4 separate regions of the Sus scrofa genome follow, and all the other regions are linked to region 2. Evidence: chromatin contacts called from public HiChIP or PLAC-seq and promoter capture Hi-C data. All regions are on one chromosome and are shown on one strand. The core of a region is the stretch at or near the end of the contact, and the rest is flanking DNA. Distances in the headings are between cores, read along the strand shown.

Evidence for each region. Promoter capture Hi-C pulls out the DNA fragments that hold promoters and counts their contacts. HiChIP or PLAC-seq counts read pairs in DNA pulled down with a chosen protein or histone mark.
Region 1: a promoter capture Hi-C map of liver shows a contact between it and region 2, with 4 times the contacts expected there. The contact joins the promoter of FTSJ1 here to the promoter of UXT in region 2. A contact is called at or near these places in 1 of 5 promoter capture datasets (liver) and 2 of 47 Hi-C or Micro-C datasets (heart right ventricle and liver).
Region 3: a contact with region 2 is called in an H3K27ac HiChIP or PLAC-seq map of alveolar macrophages. The contact joins the promoter of RBM10 here to the promoter of UXT in region 2. A contact is called at or near these places in 1 of 5 promoter capture datasets (liver) and 1 of 2 datasets of contacts at active chromatin or transcription factors (alveolar macrophages).
Region 4: a promoter capture Hi-C map of fetal liver shows a contact between it and region 2, with 3 times the contacts expected there. The contact joins the promoter of PORCN here to the promoter of UXT in region 2. A contact is called at or near these places in 1 of 5 promoter capture datasets (fetal liver) and 1 of 47 Hi-C or Micro-C datasets (embryonic fibroblasts).

The regions. Positions count from the first base shown.
Region 1 is chrX:42,608,384-42,611,703 of Sscrofa11.1, forward strand. It overlaps FTSJ1 (FtsJ RNA methyltransferase homolog 1 (E. coli)), which reads left to right and starts at 1,441. Exons shown (of 13, transcript NM_001184755.1): 1 at 1,441-1,657.
Region 2 is chrX:42,182,273-42,185,501 of Sscrofa11.1, forward strand. It overlaps UXT (protein UXT), which reads right to left and starts at 1,859. Exons shown (of 7, transcript XM_003135055.5): 1 at 1,752-1,859; 2 at 1,465-1,571; 3 at 434-515; 4 at 229-296. The coding sequence starts at 1,562.
Region 3 is chrX:41,771,466-41,774,764 of Sscrofa11.1, forward strand. It overlaps RBM10 (RNA-binding protein 10), which reads left to right and starts at 1,767. Exons shown (of 24, transcript XM_021080368.1): 1 at 1,767-2,793. It overlaps NDUFB11 (NADH dehydrogenase [ubiquinone] 1 beta subcomplex subunit 11, mitochondrial), which reads right to left and starts at 2,414. Exons shown (of 3, transcript XM_003135056.4): 1 at 1,776-2,414. The coding sequence starts at 1,982.
Region 4 is chrX:42,652,441-42,655,776 of Sscrofa11.1, forward strand. PORCN (protein-serine O-palmitoleoyltransferase porcupine) reads left to right here and starts at 1,256. Exons shown (of 14, transcript XM_013990893.2): 1 at 1,256-1,417; 2 at 2,084-2,256. The coding sequence starts at 2,121.

The sequences.
Region 1 (3,320 bases), core at 191-2,690, 430 kb after region 2:
CCACGATGGGAACTCCATCATATACATTTATATAAGATGATGTGTGTATTTTATACATACACAATACAAAATGCATAACTATATTATCCATTTCCTTATGTTTACATATAATGGGATATTTGTTTACTAATATATAACATATACTAGTAAATATTAAACATCACTATATTTTTATATTATCACATAATAAATGGGATGTATGTTTATATAGCTAAGATAATAATATAAATACATATATATCCTCCTTTATCTCCTCTTCCTCATCTGGAAACTGGTTATAATTGCAGTAGTCATCTCATAATGGAGGTTGCAAGGGAAGGATTATGTTAATGGAAAGGGTTCAGTCGTGCACTGGAACCTACTGGTACCTATAAGTTTGCAGAGCTGCCTGTTCCGTTTTCAGGAATTCTGCAAACTGGTCGTTAAACACAGCTAGTATTTCAAATGAAGTGACATAAACTCACAATTAAATAAATTCGATTTTAAAAAGGTGATACTCAAAGTTCACCACTTCCTCGTTATTATTTTACTGTATTTCATGATGTCTGTGCTCCCGAGGTCATTTACCCCATTTTTAACTGTATGGTAGAAATAATACACAGTGGTGCACCACTGCAGCTCTTCCAGACCCTGGGTTCCGTGACTACACCTTGGTAAGTTGAAATTTGACAAGATGATAGTATGTAAAACCATGGAAACTGGCAAATGTTAGAGATCGGGGCTTCCTCTCCCTCTCCACCTAAAGAGCTGATTGTTAACCATTTACCAGCACACCACCGAAAGCACTCAGAAGAGTGCCTGGCACATGGGAAACTCTATAATAAATGTTTCCATTACTATATTTGCTTGTGCACTGGGTCGCGATGCAGTCTTTTTTTCTAGGTCTGACTTAAAAGTGTTTGAAGAACACAGAATTACAAAGAAGGACAGCGTGCTGCACTACACCTATTTAGATCTCCCAGTAACTCTCTGCGGAGTCTGTACTATTTATTATCCCTATTTTACAAATGGAGAAACCGAAGTCCTGAGACGGTAACAGTCAGGGGGCGCTATTAGTGAGAGGAAGTGGGATTTGAAATTGCAGGGGAGCAGCCTCACCGCGCTCGCGCACTTAATTAACGCACTTGCCTTCCTCTCTACTTCTCGACCCTGGCGGTAATTATACCTCCAGGCAGGCGAAAAGGGAATAGGTGCCGGCGTGCGCGTTGCATCTTGGGAAATGTAGTCCAAAGGCCCGAGGACCGCCATCTCCCAAGAAGGGAGGGGCGGAGAGTACGTTAATTTTCGCCTTGGAACAAAAGAACCGTTCCCCCTCCTCGCGACGTTTCGGCCACGCCGCGCGCGACTTCGGCGGCTTTGCTCGCGCCCATTGCATGCTGGGAACGGCAGTTCGCCAGACCGGCTACGTCGGCGCGAGATGACGGAATTCACGTGGTAAGTTCAGGTCCGGCCCTGGCTTCGCGCGACCCTCCGCGTTCCGCGATGACAGTCTTGCCACGCTCCGGTCGCCCTTAGGCATGCGCGAGAGACGTCCGGACCAACTAAGAACCCAAACTGAAGCCCTTGGATTTCTCACCGGTTTGCGCTCTCGCGCAAGCTCGGGCTGCTCGCGGACCGGCCTCCTTCGTCCGGCTTTTCCCTACGTAGAAAGTTTAAGGTAGGCCCTGGGGGGCGGAGGACTTGGGTCCCGGCCGAGACGGTTGAGGCACGCCTGCGCTGTCCGGCCGGTGAGGGAAGGGGGGAAGTTCGCTCTCGGCGGCGCTGCCGCTGCGTAGTCCGGGAAGCTGGCACCGGGGAGGCTCCAGACCCAAGGTTTGGATAAGGGGACCCACTCAGGCGGGGCGGGCTGGGGGCGGGCAGGGGTCCAAATACCGGTGGAGCCGCCTTGAAAGGGGTCTTGTAGTCCCAGTGGGGACTTGGGCTTTGAGGTAATGCGGAGGAGGGGCCGGGAGGTGTAGCCCGAGGGCCGTTGATGGGTGGGTGTCAGGGTTGGGTGGGCTGCGAGGGTGTGTTATTGGGGAATCACTGGGGGCTGATAGACGTGTTTTAGTCGATGTGATCATGGGGGCCAGTGGGGATGCATTCATTAATTCATGGGAGGATAGTACAGGGGCACCTTGAGGATAATGGGAAGCAGGTAGAAGTGTGATCCCTGAGGGACTGACGGAGGTAGCATATTCAGAGGATTAATGAAAAGCGATGGGGCATAGTAATTGGAAGGACAATTCAATTACTATGAGGCCGGGGAGGGAATAATAGAGGCCAATGAGGGTCATGATCAAGGAGCTAATGGGAGTTGTGATCAAAGAAGAGAGAATAAGAGGCCAAAGGAGTGTTGTAATCAAAAGATTTTAGTGGGTGATCATGGCATGGTCATTGAGGAATTAATGGGAACAGAGTGAGCAAAGAGAGCGTAATAGCTAAGAGTAAGTCGTTGGGTGTCCTCATCAAGTGATCATTAGGGGGGCATGGAAAGGTGGGCAGTGAGGAGAGAATGGGAGGCTTATGTATGATCAGGGCTTAATGTGAGTGTGGTAATGACAGTTGCTAGAGGCTGTGAAGGATCAGTGGGAGGACCAAGTGAATGGGGGCTGAGAAATCATAGTAATTGAGGGCTTAATGGGGAACTAATAGGCCATGGTCCTCCAGACATTAATGGGGGGGGGCGCGATATGGAGGTCGTGATAAAGGAATTATTGAGGACATAATCATTTCAGGAGAGAGATTAAGGAAATGGGGGGGGCGCAGTGAGGTAGTATGAGGATAACAGGGGTGAAAGCAAGGGATGAATGGGGGCTCGTAGGGCTCTGGGACTCTAGGGGCAGTGAGGACAGCCAGAGAGACTGTGAGATGTTATTGAGGATCAGGTGGGCAAAGAAGGGTCGATAGTGAGAGTTGCAGGGTTTAATTTGTGGTGTGTGAGTGACAGCAGTGGCAGGGCAACAGGGTCAGTAATAGGTCATCTCTTGTGGGATTTTTTGGGGTATCTGTGGGGTGAGCGATGGAGCCTGAGAGCTCAGTGGCGGGGTCCTTCAGGCTGTGCATTCAGTGGGATCTGGAAGTTCGGAAGGCTGCAGCTTTCCCACCTGCTGAGGGAGCTGTCACGTGGGTCAGAGGAGCCTGGTTTAGTGGTTTTTTGTTTGTTTGTTTTTGTTTTTGTTGCTTTTTAGGGCTGCACCCACAGCTTAAGGAAGTTCCCAGGTTAGGGGTCAAATCAGAGCTACAGATGCCGGCCTGCACCCCAGCCCCAGCAACATAGGATCCGAGCCACATCTGTGACCTACACCACAGCTCATAGCAACGCCAGATCCTTAACCCGC
Region 2 (3,229 bases), core at 609-3,108:
TTCAGCATACCACATGGTTTATTTAAGATCTAAAAAAAAAAATTCCCATCCCCCCACCTTCCCCAAATTTGAAGCTCTAGGAGGGCAGGGATTTTCTCCTATATTATTCACTGTCACATCTCCAGCACCTAGTGTCTGGTCTGTAGCAAATACTCAAAAAATATTTGCTGAATGAAGGAAAGGGGAAACTGAACCCTGTGGGCTCAGAGGGGGTGGGTAGACACTCACACCACTGTGTCAACGAAGAAGTTACAGCCCAAATCCACCTGCATATATAACTCCGAGTGATTAGTCTCCTGTGGGGCCAGGGAAAAAGAGGTAGGGGTCAGTGGTCAACTTTTAGGTCAGGTGACGAGTTTTGGTCTGGGGTCTCTCCTCTCTTCCCCCTCCTTTGCCCACATAAAGAAGGTATACCTAACCCTGGCATCTTTACCTGGAGTCGCTCAATGACATTTCTCAGCTGAAGGTATTTGGCCAGCTGTTCATATACCTTGTCACGATGGTCCAGCACCTTTCTGATGGGACAAGAGTAAAATGGTGACCAAGAGGAGGCCTGTCCCTCTTGAAATACCTCATATCATGACTCTCTGACACTCTCCTGTCACCATGCCCTAAAGAAGCAGTTTAGGACTCTGGGTCAGACTGCTTTGGTTTGAATGCAGGCTTTCCTTTTTACTAGCTGGGTGACTTTGGCAAGTGAGTAACCTCTTTGGGTCTCAATTTCCCTGTCTAATAAAACAGGGATGACAAATATTACCTCATAGAGTCATTAGGAAGATTAAATGAATGTTTACTATAAAGCATTTAGAACAGTGTCTGCCAAACAGGAAGCTTTATAAATGTGTTAGCTATTATTTATTAGTATTATTATTACACTCCCAAATGCCTTCCTCCAATCACACTCTCCCATTCTTACTCTAGAAATATCCTCCATCCCTTTTAGGATGCTCATAATCCTAGACCTGAACACTGTACTTCCTGCTCAGATTAATAATACCAGTAATTTTTCATACTCACTGACCCTCTAGTATCCAAGTTAAATCCTTTAGAACTGAACACATTGAAAACTCAAAACCATTGCATGACGAAGGTTCTGTTTATTTCCCCATTTCACAGATGAGGAAACTGAGGCACAGAAAGTCAAAGCGAGGTACAACGTATTCACATGGAAAGCGAAATGGCCAAGCCAGGATTCCAACCTGGAAACTCTGGCTTCAGAACTCTCGCTCTCAATCCTTAAGCGCCTTCAGAGGCCGCGCATGCGCCAGCACACTCTCCGCTAAGACCGCCCGGTCTCCACCCCCGTCGCACCCCGGACATCGCCCCTCCTTCCCGCTCGAAAGGCGCGCGGGGCCGGGCTCCGAATGCCTGGCCCACCAATCAGAAGGCTAGGCCCTTACTTCGAACGCCCCGCTCACCACGTGGACCGCGGCAAGCACCCCGCCCCCCTGTTCTGTCACTCACTGCAGGTCCCGCTGCAGCACGTCAGAGATGAAAGCCTCGTAGCGCAGCACTTTCTCCGCCGTGGCTTCCACTGCCCGCCGTTTAGGGGGCGTCGCCATGATGGGCTCCTGAGGAATGGGGAGGGGGAAGAGCACGTTGACCACTCAGTTTGGCCTCCAGCACAGTACAATTGCACCCTCTCAACGGTGGGAGTAGGATCGTCCGGCTCGTGCTGGGGGGGGGTGAGCTTTCTCCCCCTCCCAATTCAGGGTCTCCGTCACCCAGGGACACCCAAACGCGGCTGTTACCTGAGAGCCGCCGGCAAAAGGAGCGGCTGGTAAGAACCGCGGCTTCCGGGTGGCGCGGGTAAATGACGTCCGACGAGGGCGCTGGCCAACCAAACAACCAGGTGGGGTGGGGCAGTCGCGAGCGGAAGACTACACTGGGGAGAGGAGAAGGGCGGGGCTTTACAGAATCCGAAGAGATTACTGAAGGCTGCAGAGCGTGGGAACCCGGACGGCACGAGGAGCCTATGGGGACCGTACGTGGTTGGTAGGGGTAGGGTTTAATGGGATTTGGCGGTTTCTGGAGGAAGCGGGACGCACAGGTGGAGGTAGAGAGAGACCGAGTAAAGCGTTTAGTATTTAAGTCAGAGCTTTGGAAGCAGACCGGCAAGAATCGATTGCGGATCTGGTCTGTGAAAAGGAAAATACATCCCTGTATCCCCCTCGATTTGGACTTTCACACGGGAAGTTTGCGTTTGGCTCCCAGTAATGGGAATGAGTGTGAACATTAAAAAAAGTTTTTAGGAGTTCTTCTTGTGGCTCAGCGCGTTAGGAACCCGACTGGTATCCATGAGGATGCGGGTTGATTGCTGGCCTCGCTCGGTGGGTTAAGGATCCCGCATTGCTCTGGCTATGGTGTAGGTCGCAGACGCGGCTTGGATCTGGCATTGCTGTGGCTGTGGTGTAGGCCGACAGCTGCAGCTTAGATTGGACCCCTAGCCTGGGAACTTCCATATGCTGCAGGTGCGGCCCAAAAAAAAAAAAAAGAAAGAAAGAAAAAAAAGTTTTTAAACGGACACAAATTTTTCTAAAGTACACCTTTGACGACTCCAGCTCTGTGGCCCGCAATTCTGTGGCTTGAATCCTAGGGTTCAAGCAAAGATTGACAACGCATTACGTCTAAGCACATCATTTAATAGTGACGTCAAATGGAGGGTCGAAGCCCTCCGCCAGAGATAGGTAATATTTGGGGTTTTTTTCCTTTTTTAGGGCCGCATCCGCAGCATATAGAGGTTCCCAGCCTAGGGGTCCAATTAGAGCTGTTGCTGCCGGCCCACTCCAGAGCCACAGCAATGCCAGGTCGGAGCCGCGAATGCAACCTACACCACAGCTCAGAGCAATGCCTGATCCTTAACCCACTGAGTGAGGCCAGGGATCAAACCTGCAATCTCATGGTTCCTAGTCCAATTCGTTTCCGCTGTGCCACGAGGGGACTTCCCTGAGATAGGTAATCTTGTAGTTAGAAATAGTTCGTGTGTTTTTATTTAAATGTGTAGGCTTTTATTAATTTTTACATGCTCAAATTACTGGATAGATTTATTTCCCATGTTAGATGTTCGAATAATAGCATCTAACCCGGTAAGTCCAGGCCTGAGCCTGAAGGAGAACCCAGGTGCTGAATCCCCCAAATGTCATTCCCACCTGCACGGCCTAGAGTGCCCCCTCCAAATCAGGGAACTCTTCCCAGATAATTTGTGGATTTACTGTCTAGAAGCAAGTTT
Region 3 (3,299 bases), core at 517-3,016, 410 kb before region 2:
AAGAGGTCAATGAAGGCTTCCTGCCACTCCACAAAGCAGTATAACCCGATCTCCAATTTCACCTTGGACCAAGCTCCTCCCTCCCTTCCTAAATTCCTCTCTATTCTTAGGATTTGTCAAGCTCCTTCCCACCACAGGGCCTTTGCACTTGCTCTTTCCTCTGCTGGGAAAGCTTTTCCCGCCGACCTAGCTGTGGCTGGATCTGCCTCCTCAATCAAGGTTTTGGCTTCATCATCGCTCCCCTCAGGAGGCATTTCCTAGTCACCTTGTCTATTAAGTTGAGCTAGAGCAAACTGACATTTTTAACAGGTCAAAAATTATTGAATATTGGCAATTTCCTATGGCTCAAACTAATAAAATAACTCCCTACCCCAAGTCACTATCCATTCACTTATCTTGCTTAACAGTCTTTCTAGCATTTACTTGTTTGCCAAAGCAGTATAGCCCCCAAATCCTCTGATCACATTATCTTATATTATTGATTGCATACTTTATATCACTGGGTTTTTTTTCTTTTTTATCTTTTTGCCTTTTCTAGGGCCGCTCCCACGGCATGTGGAGGCTCCCAGGCTAGGGGTCCAATCAGAGCTGTAGCTGCTGGTCTACACCACAGCCACAGCAACTTGGGATCCGAGCCACGTCTTCGACCTACACCACAGCCCACAGCAACACCGGATCCTTAACCCACTGAGTAAGGCCAAGGATCGAACCTGCACCCTCATGGTTCCTAGTCGGATTCGTTAACCACTGAGCCACGACAGGAATTCCTCTATATCACTGTTTTCTAATATTCTATACATTTATTTTCCCTGTTCTCTGCTATCATGTATGCTCTGTGAAAGCAAGGGCTTTATCTAACTCCCATGTGGCTGAATCCCTAGCACCCTGAACTTAGCCTGGCACACAGCAGGCCTTCAATACATATTTACAGAATTAATATATAAATGAATAAGCATCCTACAGAGCCAAGCTCCTCAACCAAAGGTTAGTATTGATGAAGCATCTATCACGTGCCAGGCCTTTTCACAAGCACAAACTGCACAATATCCTGGTAAGGTGGAAAGTGGCAAGAATAATTAACAGCTTCTAATGGTGAGTACTTAATAAGTGCCAATTGCTGTTCTGAGCACTCTGACTCATTTAATTACACGAGGCAGGTGTAATATTTTATTTTTTAGAAAGTGTCCTAATACTTTCCCCATCTTTCAAAGAAACTGAAGCACCAAGGGGTTAAGCTACTCGCCCAAGGTCACATATGTAAGTAACTATCAGGGCCTGTATTCCAACTCAGGCATTCTGATTTCAGTCTCTGCTAACAGGATAGCACAGCAGACCTGATTCTGCCACACATTCAGTTAAGTGAGCTTGGAGGAGTCACTTAACACCTTCATGCTTCAGTTTCCTCATCTGCAGAATGGGTATATTAATAGTACCTACCTCGAAATAGGGCTGTTTTGAGGATTAAATAAGTTAATATTATAAAGTGTTTCGAACACCTGAGCAAGGACCGTATCAGTGTTTAATATTATTGCTGTTATGGTATACTGCTCATTTCAGGTTTGATATCTGTCTGGAAAATAAGGTCAGTCTCGCCTCTGGCCCTGAACCGAAGGTTATCAGGGGACAAAGGAGGAAAAGGAGCTAGAAAGAACTCCCAAATCTTTGAGGATTTTGCCAGCTGCGCAATCCTCAGCCGACTAAGTACGTCCTCTACGGCGCCCCGTCCGCAGGTCCCCGATTGACCCTTGCGGCGTCCCGTTTCCCCTCCCTCTCACCTTCTCATAGAGGTTTTCGTCCTCCGGATCTGGGTCCTCCTGCAAGCGTATAGTCGGTTCCGGCGGCCGCTTTCCCACCAGAGCGGACGGGGCGATCACAGCCCTGGAGGAGCCGGACTCCCAGCGAACACGGGCAGCCGGGAGCCCTCGCGTCGCCGCTGCTGCTAAAAGGCGGCGAGCGCACAAACCTAACACCCCGGCCGCCATGACAGCTCGTTCTGCAGGCTCGCGGGGGCGGGGACGGAAATGTGACTCTGCGCAGCTGCAGTTGGGCCTGAGCGCGAGAATTGTCGCTCCGCCCCCGCCGCACTAAATAGGTCCCGAGTTGGGATTTTGTTTTCAAACGTCCTCTTTCCCTCCCTCTGTCATGGCCTCACGGGAGCAACCAGCTTCCTATCTTCTCGGTCAGGCTGTGGAATTTCTGGCCGAAAAGGCTGCTTATTTTCTTGACGAGAAGAAAACGGTGACACTTGGGTGGATGCAGTCCCCAACCAATCTCGAGGAGAGTTCCCGTGCCCTTTGGCGAGAGGGGCGGAGCTTCCGCTGGTCTTTCATCTTCCTAGGAAGCCGAGCTTCTAAAAAGCGGGCCTCGCCGGATTGGCCAATAGCTACTCTTTTTCTCGACTTGCGGGCGTTCGCACGGGGAGCGGGGTGGTGGCATGCGCTTGCCAATCAGAGCAGGCCAGGGCTGGCCCACGAAGGACGGCGACCAATAGACGGGGCCGGCCAGAGCGCGCTCCCTTAGTAGGTGGATGGTGGTCGAAGCGCCGGCTCCCTTCTCGTCGTCGCCATTTTGTGCTGGTGATCGCGGCCGGCTGGGAGTAGGCGGCAGTGAGTTGCCCGGGGAGGGCAGCGCGCCTGGGCGCTCCTTCCCTCCCCAGTCCTCCGCCCTTCCGCATTCAGCCTCGGACTGGGTCGTTGCGCGGACCGGCTCCGGCTGAGCTGGGAGAGTTGGAGGAGGTGGCGGCGGGCCGAGGTGATGTCCGGGAGCCCTCCCTTGACAGCCCGGGCCGAGAAGGTGAGCGTCGACGCTGGTCGTGGGGGCGGAGGTAAGGGACCGGGGGCGGGGGTGGGGGGGGGAACGCGTAGAGGAGGCGCGAGGGCGAACTGCGGGCGGCAGGTTTGGGTTTTCGTGCAGAACCCCCGATGCTCACACGGTCTGTGCTCGGGAGGGGGTGTCTTTTTTTGTTGTTGTTTTTTGTTTTTCTCCTTTTGAGAGCAGAGGCGCGTGCGCGATTGGGACACAGGATGGGTGCACGCGGGTTGGGGGAAGGGAGGGACGGATGGGAGTGGGTTACTGTGGCTTAGTGTGTCTGCGACGCCGAACTTTATCCGTGGGAGGCGAGTGTCTGCGACTTTGGTTTTTATCTATAGGAAGTGTGCTGTCTGCTCTCCTGTGTGACTTTGGTACTTACCTATCCACGGGGAAGTGTTTGGTGGCTCTGGTCCTTATTCTTGAGTGGGGGAGGAGGGAGAACGTATGACTGGGGTCTCTATCCTCGGATCGTGTGTCCGTAACCCTGG
Region 4 (3,336 bases), core at 6-2,505, 470 kb after region 2:
TGTTTGTTTGTTTTTTGGGTTTTTTTTGGCCACACCTGTGGCGTGTGGGAGTTCCTGGGCCAGGGATGGAACCTGCACCAGAGCATCGAGCCAGGCTGCTGCAGGGACAACATGGATCCTTAACCCACTGTGCCTCAAGGGAACTCCCATGTTAACATTTTTTCAAAGAGAGGAGACATACATTTTTGTTCAATTACCATTGGTATTTCCAAGCAAAGAACTGCTAATCCCATCCTTTTGTTTAACAGAAAGAGACACAGAAGCCCAGGGAGTGGGCATGGCTAGCCCAGCTCCACACAGGCAGGCATTAATCTCCTTACAACCTGTTTTCCTTAGCTCCTCAGGTCAGGGTGGGGTTCAACTTGACCTTGGCTTCCTTCTCCCCTCCACTTGATAGCTAAGTATGCAGTCCGTGCCCAAGAAATGCTCCTTTGGTAAAAAGCCCCTCACACCCTAAGGGCAGAGTGGAGTGTCCAGACACTGCAGGGTAAGGGAGGCTAGACAGCAAGTGCTGCATAAATCCTCAGAGTTGGCGCAGAGAGAGCCCAATATAAGCCATTGTTGGGAGATGCTGTAAGCGCTTTATACATACTCCCAATCGGTGCTCCCTACTAGCCTCCTGGTTCATAGGGAATACTCAATAGTTGCCAGGGTCACCCTCAATGCAGAGGTGAGTCCGGTGGAGAAGTTAGCAGGCAAATCAGTTCTCAACGACAAGCTAAGTGCGCACCAGAAGTCCCTATGGGGAAAGTACAGGCGCCTAATTCGTGCTCCTTGGTGACAGAGTCAGTACTTGTAAGTGTTTCTGGCCGATCCCTGGTGGCGGGGAGGGTTAGAAATTCCCATAGTTCCCTCAAAGGATGGGAACAGCGAGACATCGGTTTATTTTCCCATCCGTGAAACGGGGGCACCACAGTGTCACGAAGACGTGCGCGGGTGGGCAGTTTCGGGGGCGAGACGGCTGGGAGAGGGAGCGGGCTTCCCCTCCTCCCTCCCCCATCTTTCCCATCTCGGCTTCCAAGGATTAGGAATTTGGCGATCGGAGAGTGTGTTGCTGGACCGCCCGACACGACCCTTCAGGGACTGGCACACCAAGAGGTCGGAGAGGTGCGGGAGCCAACATTCCGCCCGCCGACGTCCTCCCGCGCCCCGCTCCCCTCAACCTCCCACTCCTCCTTCCCTCAATCCTCCCGCTCCCCTCCTCCTCCGTCCCCGCCCCGCTCCTGTCCTCTCATTGGCCGAGAGGGCCGGCCGGGCCTCCCCGGGATTTAAAGGGCCCGCTCTCCGCACCGCCCTGGGAGCCGCAGCTGGTCCCGGCCTTGCGGCCTGCGGGGGAGGCTGCCCGGAGGAGGCGGCGACAGTGGCGGCGGCGGCGGCGCGTCCCCGGCCCCCTGGACCGCAGCTTCCTTACTGCCAGGTAGGTCACCGGTAGTGCACGCGCGGCTCTCCCGCTCCCATCCCGAGCCGGCCTCCCCTTGCGGGTCTGCAGCGCGTGTGCTAGGGCCCCCTCTCCATCACCTTTCCGACTCCCCCTCCTGCTGTGTCCCTAACCACCACCTCCACCTCCCTGCAGCCCTTGGGCCTGGGCAGGGCTTTGTTGGCGGCCGGGAGAGGCCGGGTGGGGGTGGGATGGGGCGCGCGGGGGATACAGGACACCCCCCACATCCGTTCAAGGAGAGATGCACACGGCCCCCAAGTGTCACAGGATCTCCCTCTCTGCCCTCCACACAGAGTGACTCTACCTTGGAAACCAGGGAGCCCCCCAATTTGATATACGGGCCTAGAATGTACACCATTCAATCACCATCGGACCCGGACTGTTCCCAGCATACGAGAAATACAGGTCCTTCATTCACGGCAGGTCATGGGCTGTGTGTGTGCACCCAGGACACCTCACACACACACACACAGTTGGCAGCTCAGTCAACTTGGCACTCACACCCTCCCCCAGCCCCCTGGTACCCTATCTCTACAAGGGTTGGACAGCCCCAAACTGAAATCTGTGTACTCAAGCCCATTCCTTGAGCCTCCTCTGCCCCCATGGACATCCCAGCTAGCTCCCTCTGTGCCCCCTCTTTGGCAGGTCTATCCATCTGTCCATCCATCCGTGGGGGTCCGCAATGGCTACCTTCAGCCGCCAGGAATTTTTCCAGCAGCTGCTGCAGGGCTGTCTCCTGCCTACTGCCCAGCAGGGCCTTGACCAGATCTGGCTGCTCCTTGCCATCTGCCTCGCCTGCCGCCTCCTCTGGAGGCTTGGTAAGTGCCTGCCACCACACGGGCCACCACGCCAGGCCCTATCACACCTGCCACGTTCCATCCCTACCAAACCACACCTAATCCTGCCACATCTTGCCAAGCCAAGCCAGGCTCCAACACGTCCAGCCTACCACATCCCACCAGGCTAAACGCCCTTCCTTCCATATCACGTCTTACGACACCCAACCACCCCATGCTGCACCTCGCCAAGCCACATCCTGCCAACCACAATGCCACATCCTGCCAACCCAAGCCTTTTGGTATTCTTGGGTTCTGAGACTCCAGAAGGCTGAAGTTCTCGGAACTCGGGATCCTGAAATGTCTACATCCCAAGGTTATGATCCTGAAATGCTGATGTCACAGGGTCATGGAAAGTACCACGTATCCCAAAGTATCACATTACAGGGCTTGGGGATTCTGACATGTTGAAATTCTCACATTCTGGAGTTCCCGTTGTGGCTCAGCGGTTAATGAACCTGACTAGTATCCAAGAGGACGCGGGTTCGATCCCTGGCCTCACTCAGTGGGTTAAGGCTCCGGCGTTGCCATGAGCTGTGGTGTCGTTCACAGACGTGGCTCGGATCTGGCATTGCTGTGGCTGTGGTGTAGGCCGGCGGCTACAGCTCCGATTTGACCCCTAGCCTGGAAACCTCCATATGCCGCTTCGGGTGCGGCCCTAAAAAAAAAAAGAAAGAAATTCTCACAGTCTAAGCTTTTGGAAGCCTGGCATTCTGGATGTCTGAAATCAGGGCACAATAAGATTTCCGGCCTCTAGGATTCTGGAATGTTTCCACACACCATGGCAAAGCCTGTATCCAAATGACAAGATCCCAAGTCCCCAGAGTTCCCGTGGGATGCCGAGAATTTGGGAAATCTGGGGTTCAAAGGTTCCCCGCTTTCTCTTTTCTCGTTCTTTTATTTTCAATGGATGTTTTTATTTTTTCCCCAGGTTTGCCATTCTGAAAAATTTCAAAGTTACTGACAAGCTAAGTTGAAATAATAGTACAATGAACACCCATATATACACTACCCGATTCTCTCTCAATATCTTGCCACATTAGCTTACTCACTCCATCTATC